Linked DNA regions of Zea mays: regions 1 and 3 are each linked to region 2. Evidence: chromatin contacts called from public Hi-C data. All regions are on one chromosome and are shown on one strand. Each heading gives the region's core, a stretch centred on a gene start, on an enhancer-like site or on the middle of the called end of the contact. The rest is flanking DNA. Distances are from core to core; before and after follow the strand shown. Region 1 holds the start of LOC100216974. Region 2 holds the start of LOC100192627. Region 3 has its middle 8.7 kb from the start of LOC100275748.

Evidence for each region. Hi-C and Micro-C count contacts between places; a contact is called where the count stands out from the background.
Region 1: a contact with region 2 is called in a Hi-C map of ear, with 2.6 times the contacts expected there. The contact joins the promoter of LOC100216974 here to the promoter of LOC100192627 in region 2. A contact is called at or near these places in 6 of 25 Hi-C or Micro-C datasets (ear, leaf, leaf mesophyll and 1 more).
Region 3: a Hi-C map of leaf shows a contact between it and region 2, with 5 times the contacts expected there. The contact joins the enhancer-like site here to the promoter of LOC100192627 in region 2. A contact is called at or near these places in 9 of 25 Hi-C or Micro-C datasets (bundle sheath, ear, endosperm and 4 more).

What each region holds. Positions count from the first base shown.
Region 1 is chr1:236,554,779-236,557,478 of Zm-B73-REFERENCE-NAM-5.0, reverse strand. LOC100216974 reads left to right here and starts at 1,445. Exons shown (of 8, transcript NM_001317379.1): 1 at 1,445-1,742. It overlaps LOC100286228 (mitochondrial import inner membrane translocase subunit TIM16), which reads left to right. Exons shown (of 4, transcript NM_001159116.2): 4 at 1-247. The coding sequence ends at 3.
Region 2 is chr1:236,197,365-236,200,064 of Zm-B73-REFERENCE-NAM-5.0, reverse strand. LOC100192627 reads left to right here and starts at 1,396. Exons shown (of 19, transcript NM_001329573.1): 1 at 1,396-1,832; 2 at 2,297-2,691. The coding sequence starts at 2,453.
Region 3 is chr1:235,871,883-235,874,582 of Zm-B73-REFERENCE-NAM-5.0, reverse strand. It overlaps the pseudogene LOC103645353. Among protein-coding and RNA genes, the nearest start is that of LOC100275748, 8.7 kb to the right of the region's middle. Within about 2 kb of position 1,437, at least 18 of the 20 cell types and tissues checked have an H3K27ac peak or open chromatin away from gene starts, as enhancers often do. A contact at or near this core is called in bundle sheath, ear, endosperm and 4 more, where this site is marked.

The sequences.
Region 1 (2,700 bases), core at 196-2,695, 360 kb before region 2:
TGAAATCCCGCCCCTTGAGTCTGCTGTTGACATTCTTTTCCCCCTCATAAGAGAACTGTACATACCAACAACGGTCGCTGCTGTTGTACCAGTAGTATGCAATGCGGAACCAATAAGCTTTGTGTGCAGCGACTGAAACTCCTACATGTGTAAGACTGATCAGTAAGGTCTCACTGGGCTCTGGCTCGGTGGCGCTTACAACTTTGTTATTTTGCCATATGATGATTGTGCCAAACCATTATTCTTGATACTACCTGCATTGATGTGAAATCCATAATTTTTACTCTCTCCGTCCTAAAATATGATTTATTTTAGCTCTTGATGTTTATGTCTATACTCAAATAGATGATGATGAATGTAGAAATATATAAAATATATAAATCAAGCATTATGGAGCTATTAGTTGTATTATGAATCTATTAATTGTATTACGAATCTATTAATTATTTAAAACGAATTTTAATTGGCGACGGAGGGAGAACTTTTCGAATTTTTGATTGAGGGTGTCGGATGGAGACATATTGGAGGGGATGTAGGTTCGGCTTGCGTGTTGGAAACATTTGCTGTCCTTGCTGTTAGGCTGCCAAACGGGCATGTCCTCGTTTGTGAGGAAATAATGGTGGTCAGCCTATCAATCCGGCGAAGAATTCTGCATGATTCCAAAATGTTTGGTACTGGTTCCAGTGTCCGGCTGACCAATTGCGCTGTTACATTTCATTTTACGAGACTCGGCAGCAGGTTCAAAATCGTTTTTCTTATACAGCTACTAGTATATCTTTAGCCTAGGCCCAAGGGTGGTGGTCAGTCCTCAGCTGATGCTCGCTGGTCCACTGAAGCCTGATAGTGATAGCTGGTTGTGTGCGGTGTGCCCCCTTCGGATCACCAATCGTGTTTCTGTTCCAGTTCAACCGTGCAGAAAATTCAGTATCAGTCGTTTTCATCCAGCGATGTTACTGCGAGGTACGAACAGAAGGAGAAGTCCTTCATTCCCTTTCCATTTGACGGGATCGCTGGAACGGACCCCGCCGTGTTCGTGCATCGCGCTTGTCAGGATGCTATTGGTGGGCCGGGCTGCAGTGCAAGGTTGGATAGCAGCGTACGCGTCCCTAATTAAAACAGCAGCTGGGGCCTTTGGGGTGAGGCAGCCGAGGTGTCCAAGTGCAAGTGATACGAGTACGATACGTATAATCATTATCATTATCAAGTAGGGGTTACATATATCGGACGATAAATGTACGTATCCCGGGAATACACAAACACACACAGTCCAGGTAGGGCCCATGTATCAGAGAGTAGGACTAGGGACTTGTGTACACTGGTCTGGATGGAATCATACCGTGGCCCTCGTGGCCTCGTGGGTGGGACACCACACGTCCTACACTGCGAGCGCGAGGCAAGAGGAGGGGGAGAAGGCGACGCGGCGCGATCATGCGAGCGACGGCGGGCGTTTGAGCTGTTCGCCACCTACCCCTCCCTCCTTCCTTTCATTTTTCTGGAAGACTTCTTCGGCCTCACGCATCTCCTCCTCCAATCCAATTCACAAACACACACGGGCAATCAATTAGCAGAACCCGCGCCACCCCCCTTCCTCGGAGTCGGAGCGAGTCGAGGAACGGCTCGTCTGCCTCTCCCGTTCTCCTTCCTCTCCTCCCCAGAAGATCCGATCCATCATCGAGGACTCGCCGGGAAGAATCAAGGATATATAGATAATATACAAACAAAGGTTCCTCCAGAGCCCAGAGGTGCGTACGATTCCCCCCCACCCCCGATCGCTCGCTGGCTTACCTCTATCTGTTGTTCGTCCCATTCATTCGTCGTCGATGCGATACGTTTGGCCGCTTGTCTACTTTGATTGATCGTTGAGAACCGGGATCCTTTTTTTTTCCTTCTCGGGGGGTAAACAGGATCAGGAAATTCAGGATTCCGTTGGTGCGTGCGTGCGTGTGTTCGAGTCGTTGTGCACACACACACACACCAGGAAAATCTCCGCAGGCCGCAACATCTTGTCCGCCCCCATTTCACCTTCGTCTCCAAACTGGAGACGGGCCGCCGCCGTACGTCCGTCGCCTTCAGTTTTACGGGCTCTTGTTTCCGACGATCGACGCGCAGGAGCTCGGGCCCCCGCCCGTTTTTCGAGAACACGTTGCCAATTTTAGAGAAGGCGCGTGCGCATTCTTGTGCGTCGCATGTTTTCCGGAGCGTGCGCATCCGTGTGTTGCGTGCTGGAGACTGGAGAGCAAGTGGTGTTAAGGAGTAGTACAGAATTAGCAACGCGGAGGAGTTGGTGGCCGAAATGGCTCCTCACGTATGAACTAGGTCAGGCTGATATACTATTAGTTACAGAATAATCTTAATCTTGGTTAGAAGTTAGAACCCACCTTAGACAGACAGGGGTGGCTTTCTGAATAGACAGGCATGCAATAGATGTTGCCAAGCTGGTAGTCGTAAGCGTCACTGTTGCCAAGCTGGTAGTCAAACCAACCGAAGGGACTCAGCACAAGCACTGCCTAGTGCATAATCCGACGTGGCAGCGCTGCACTGGCCTGACTGAGGAGGAGCCCCTTTGTTCGCCTCTGTGCGTCTGCGCAAATTCCTCACCACGTCATCGCGTGCGTGGCGCCGGTGTTTGGTTTAGGTAATCTAGTAATAAAAGGGATTGAAATGGATTGATATGTATTGTGATAGTTTTTTGATTTATTA
Region 2 (2,700 bases), core at 147-2,646:
CAGGGTCGTTCCTGAGATTTTAGGGGCCCTGGGCGAAAACTTATAAGTAGGCCCTTTTAACCCATAAGTAGGTCCTTTTAACCCATGTGTATATATATATAATATCTATATATGCATATATATAATTATAAACATATATGTTGAAAGGTTCAAAAATTATATTAACTAAATTAATAAAAACTTACTTGGCACATTGGATTATCTTATAAAGTTTCTTCGAACACTCTTTAATACAGAGACATTGAGTATGTTATTAATATCGACATATACTATTTCAATCTTGATGATATGATATAACCATATATGTGGACGTAATCGTAGCTTGTCTCTTATATAACCGTAATTACTTGGCAAGAATTAGGGCACTTTGGAAATAGGAAATGACGTATACCGTATACTAGTAAAGTGTTCGTACATTGCTACGTTTTCTATTTACGATTAAGTATATAATATAAAACATAAAGACATGTGTGTTCTATTGGCTAAGTGAGTGTAAATGTTGGTTTAAAGCCAACAATTATGGTTTGAATCCTTATTGTACATAATGTTAGCATTTTTCATTTAAATATAGAATGCACAATGACAGTGGAAATCATGGAACTAGAAAAATGGTGTTTAAATATAGTAGAGACGTGAACGTGATCATAGCTTGGCTTAGATATTTTGATCGATCAACTAACAAAGCGAATGTTGTTTGTTTAGTCTGATTTAATCACCAAACACTGTACTTAAATATATACTTAGTGGGGGGCCCAACATTTTGGGGGCCCTGGGCGGCCGCCCGGCTCGACCACCCCCAGGTCCGGCCCTGCTTAGGGTGTGTTTGGTTGGACGTACAAGAAGGGATAAAAGAGGACGACCATATTTTCTAGTGTTTGGATGCGAGTTACGCAAGAGCAAGGTAAACACGGGAACAATTTTTGATGGCGGCGTGATTAAAAAATAAAGGGGACAATGTCACCCCGCCTCATTTTAGTTTGATCTCGAACAAACGCATCCTTATTACCTGTGTGCATCGCGTGATGCATAACGCCGTTGGGTCGGTCTAAATTATGAATCACATCTATAATACCTACATTCGCAATGTAGGATTTTTCTCCTGCTGGTTTTCACATAAATAATAAACCGTTTGTTTGGTCACTGCCTCACTGCAATTTCGTTGTCATAACTCAAACAGAGGTCAGGGTCACGCGACATTGCAATGTCACGGACAAAATAATGACGTCTTTTCCGTGGAACAGTGGTCCGCGATGCGGCCGCTACTTCTGTCCGCGGACCCCACCGCCAGCTTCAGGGGCTACGTGCACCGAGTCCAGCTGTTCTCGTGGACGTGGCCTTCCGCTCTCCTCCCTCTTCAGCTTTTTCCACCTCTTCTGCAGTTCTTCTCGTGCGCCCTCACAGTAGACGTGCTAGGCTGCTAGCTAGGAGCAGCTCGCTGCAGTGCTTGCTGCCACTCTTCTGTCTCCTCTTGCTGCTTCTCGCTCGCTCGTCTTTAAAGCTGTCGCCTTTTGCCGCTCTCGGCGACTCGGCTCCTGCCTCCTGCCTCCCCTCCTCCTAGTCGGCTCCTCCTGAACCCGCTGGGTTCCTCGTCTGTCGTCTCCTTCTGTTTCGACATTATCCGGCAACCGGGCGGGCTAGCCAGCACTGCTGGTTCTGGGAGGCGTCGCTGGGCGGGTGCGCGCGTGTTTTGCAGTCGATGGCCGAGGCTCCGTGCACCGTCGCGGGGGGCGGTTTGCGCGGACGCGGTGGTACGCTGTGATGCCGGTCAGCAGCTGGCGACGGTGCCCGTGCGTCTCTTGGCTGCTGGTGCGCGCGCGCGGAAAGCTGAACAGGTGAACGCGTCATTCCTCAGAGCCCCCGTTTCGCGTACCTCTGCGGCGAGCCATTGCGTGTTCTTGCGATTTTTTTGGGATTTCTTTCGACTCTGTCAAGCGATCTTCTGGTTGAGCTTTTATCTGCTTTTGCGTGGGAAGTGTGTGTGTGGGATAAAAATTGCGGATTTGAACTGCCGCTCATCTTGCGCGTTGGATTTTGTGGCCTGCAATCTCGTCTTGCGTTGCGGAATCGTGCGGTTCCAGCGTCGTTTTCCCGATCCCCTGTCCCCGACGCGGCTAATCGGCCGCATTTGCGTGTTCTGCTTCTGCAGTGGCCGCCCCTTTTCTCTCCTCGGTTTCAAGCCAAAAGCTGACTCCTTTGCGTGCTTTTCTACGTTTCTTTGCCTGATGGATAGAGACGGCACTTCGTTTTTTCAGGTTATTAAATCTTTGCTAACACCGATTTCGTTGGAATCTCGCAGGTTTTGATCGGTGTGTGAGAAGGTGGAATTGCAGGTAGCGACGGCGTGAGAAGGGTCCGTTTGAGTGTTTGACAAAGGGGAAGTGGTGGTCGGAGGCGGAGAGGACGGGTGCGTGGTGGAGTTTTGCTTTCGGTGCTGGTCGGTGGCCGTGCAACGATGGCAGCAGCCGTAGCGATGCGGAGCGGGAGCAGCGATGGCGGCGGCGGGTACGAGAAGAGCGGGATGGACACGGGCAAGTACGTGCGGTACACGCCGGAGCAGGTGGAGGCGCTGGAGCGGGTGTACGCCGAGTGCCCCAAGCCCAGCTCCGCGCGCAGGCAGCAGCTGCTACGCGAGTGCCCCATCCTCTCAAACATCGAGGCCAAGCAGATTAAAGTCTGGTTCCAGAACCGGAGGTGAGCGCT
Region 3 (2,700 bases), core at 188-2,687, 330 kb after region 2:
AGCCCTGCACAAGGCGGGGGCTAGGGTGTGGAGGCGGCGCCACATGGCGGTGGATGGGTGGGGTTAGGGTCTCTCGGCGGCGGTGGAAGTGGAGATGGATGGGTGCACTGTTGACAACAGGGATATTCGCCGTGGAAGGAAACTTGTCGCCCAGAGATCTCCCACCTTCAAATGACGGAAGGATGGAAGGAGGGTGGAGGATGGAAGGAGCGGCTGCGGCGCGGCTACGGGATGCGCGGGCGTATGCGGCGCGGCTGCGGGATGCGCGTCTGGGGCATATGCGGGGCGGCTGCAGGATGCGGTGGGCGGCAGATCGTGCGCCAAGAGGTGTTGGACGCCTACACTACTAACATAATTAGTAGTAGAGATATGTCGTTGTAACGCACGGGTGTGTAACTAGGGATGGCAATTTTACCCGCGGGTTCGGATATCCGATGGATATCCGACCCATCGGGTTCGGATTCGGGTACGTAATTTGACCCGCGGGTCTTATCCGTATCCGACCCGTGATAAAATCGGGTCGGGTACGGGTTTTATCTCTTGCCCGCGGGTACCCGGTGGATATCCGAAATTTGTGATACAACTTTTTAGCCCACCAAAAAAATCAGCCCAATGACCTATCTCATTAGCCCACGGCGACACTGAGTGCTGGGCTGTTGTCCCTTGGCGCAGGTACTGGCCTAGTTCATCCGCAATTGTGAGTAGTGAGCAGTGAGGAGAGCTCTGAAATGGCCCATAAGTGTAGCATGCACAAGAAGCACTGTTGCTGCTGCATAATAGCAGTTAATACAGTTATTGATACATAGGCACCACCGCACCACTTGACTCACCACGTACTAAATTCATGAGGAACTAAATTTTAATCATGAATTCATGTTTAACGACAAACTTCTTAGGAAACATGTGCATGCGATTATTTTGATAATTATTTTTTTATCAGTTATGATAAGTGTTAGCAAATCTTTTTATATCCGACGGGTACCCGATACCCGCCCGATACCCGATGGGTATGAGCACGGGCATAAAATTTTACCCGCGGGTATAGTTACGGGCGGGCATGAGTAATCTCCGCGGGTATGATCGCGGGTGAGTATTTTTCCTACCAGATCCGAACCCGACCCATTGCCATCCGCCCATCCCTATGTGTAACTAGTGCATATAAGAAGCCTGACAATGACGATGATCGCTCGACAGACAGAGCGAGCTTAACCCTTTCGTCTCGTGTGCTTGCGCCCTTGCGCTGATTTCCTAACGTGCAACACTGACTCCATGGGCTGATTGTCCTTTTTTCCCCCTTCTTTTAACCTCACGGGCCGATTTCTGTATCGGTTTGCCTATGCTTGCTTCGTCCCACATCGGCATTTGGATATTTGTCCGGGAAAAGAAACGGACCCCGGCCCGGTCCGGCCCAACCAACCCAAAGCTCCGGTCTCCCTCACGCTGGCGGAGTGGGGCCAGGTGCGGCAGCTGATCATTTCGTGCGCAGTGGACCTTCTGGGTAGGGTCTCTCACCGGGGCGGCCATCGCCAATTCGCCACGCTCGGCCACGAGCACTTCCATGCGGGCATGCGCTCTCGAGGCGCTGGGCTCTTTTGGAGGCTGGATAGCGAAAGGTCGGAGTTCTTGGATCTTGCGGCGATTACCAGTAATGCCTAGAGCCAAGACCAAGAGCATCCATCCGTTCGGAGACAACGTGCTCCGATAAAGCACAATGATCACCTCCTGTCCACCTTAAAAGTTGCAGTTCACAGCCTTTCCCCCATCTTGGATCGTGTTCTACGCTAATGCACCATTACTTCAGACTCTTGGAAGTCAAGACTTGGAGGTGACAAGCACAAATGGCAGTCCTAGTAGGAGGATGGCTAAGGTGGTGCGCGTTTTAGATGCCAATTAGAAGGACTAAACATGCTCTAGCTATAAGTCTAATTGCATGGCTAATTTACGAGGAGAATCTATTAAGCCTAATTAATTAATTGGTAGCACATTTTTTTAGCAAAATATAGGCTAATCATGGATTAGTTAGATTTAATAGATTCATATCGCGAATTAGCCATGGCTTATGTAATTAGTTTTGTAACTAGCACATGTTTAGTCATCCTAACTGTCATCCAAAATCCGGAGTAACTAAACTTTAGTCTGGGGATCCAAATACCCTGTAAGATGGTTTCCACAACATTAATCAAAAGCACCAAGTAAATAAAATTTATTATGCAGCATTGAAGCTAAGGAGGCGAAAGAGAAAAAATAGTTTGTCTTTTAACTTTTGTGGCGAATGTTTTGCCGCTCCTACAACTAGGGGTGATAGTGAATCATGATTGAAATATTTCTTCAATATCCATTTGAGTTGTTAGAAGATTCATTTTGGTTCTTAATTAATTTTAGTTCAAAAATAAATAGAAATAGAGTATGATCTTAATGATATGATCCTTAAATTCTATTTTTGTAGTGTAAAATTTAGAGTCTACTGGCTATATCTCTTTTAATGGATACTTGATCGTCATTGGTCTTTTCTCTGGGTGGATGCTTTGCAACCAAGATCGTGTTCCTGTCATCATGTGGCGGATGCTTTGATCTCCATGGGTTGTGCAGACTGCAGAGCTGCCCTCTGGTTGATATTTTGCTACAGTTATTAGTGGATGACCGTGTTATCTCCTTGGATGGATGTTTTGCCACCACCGGGTTGATTTCTTCATAAGAACG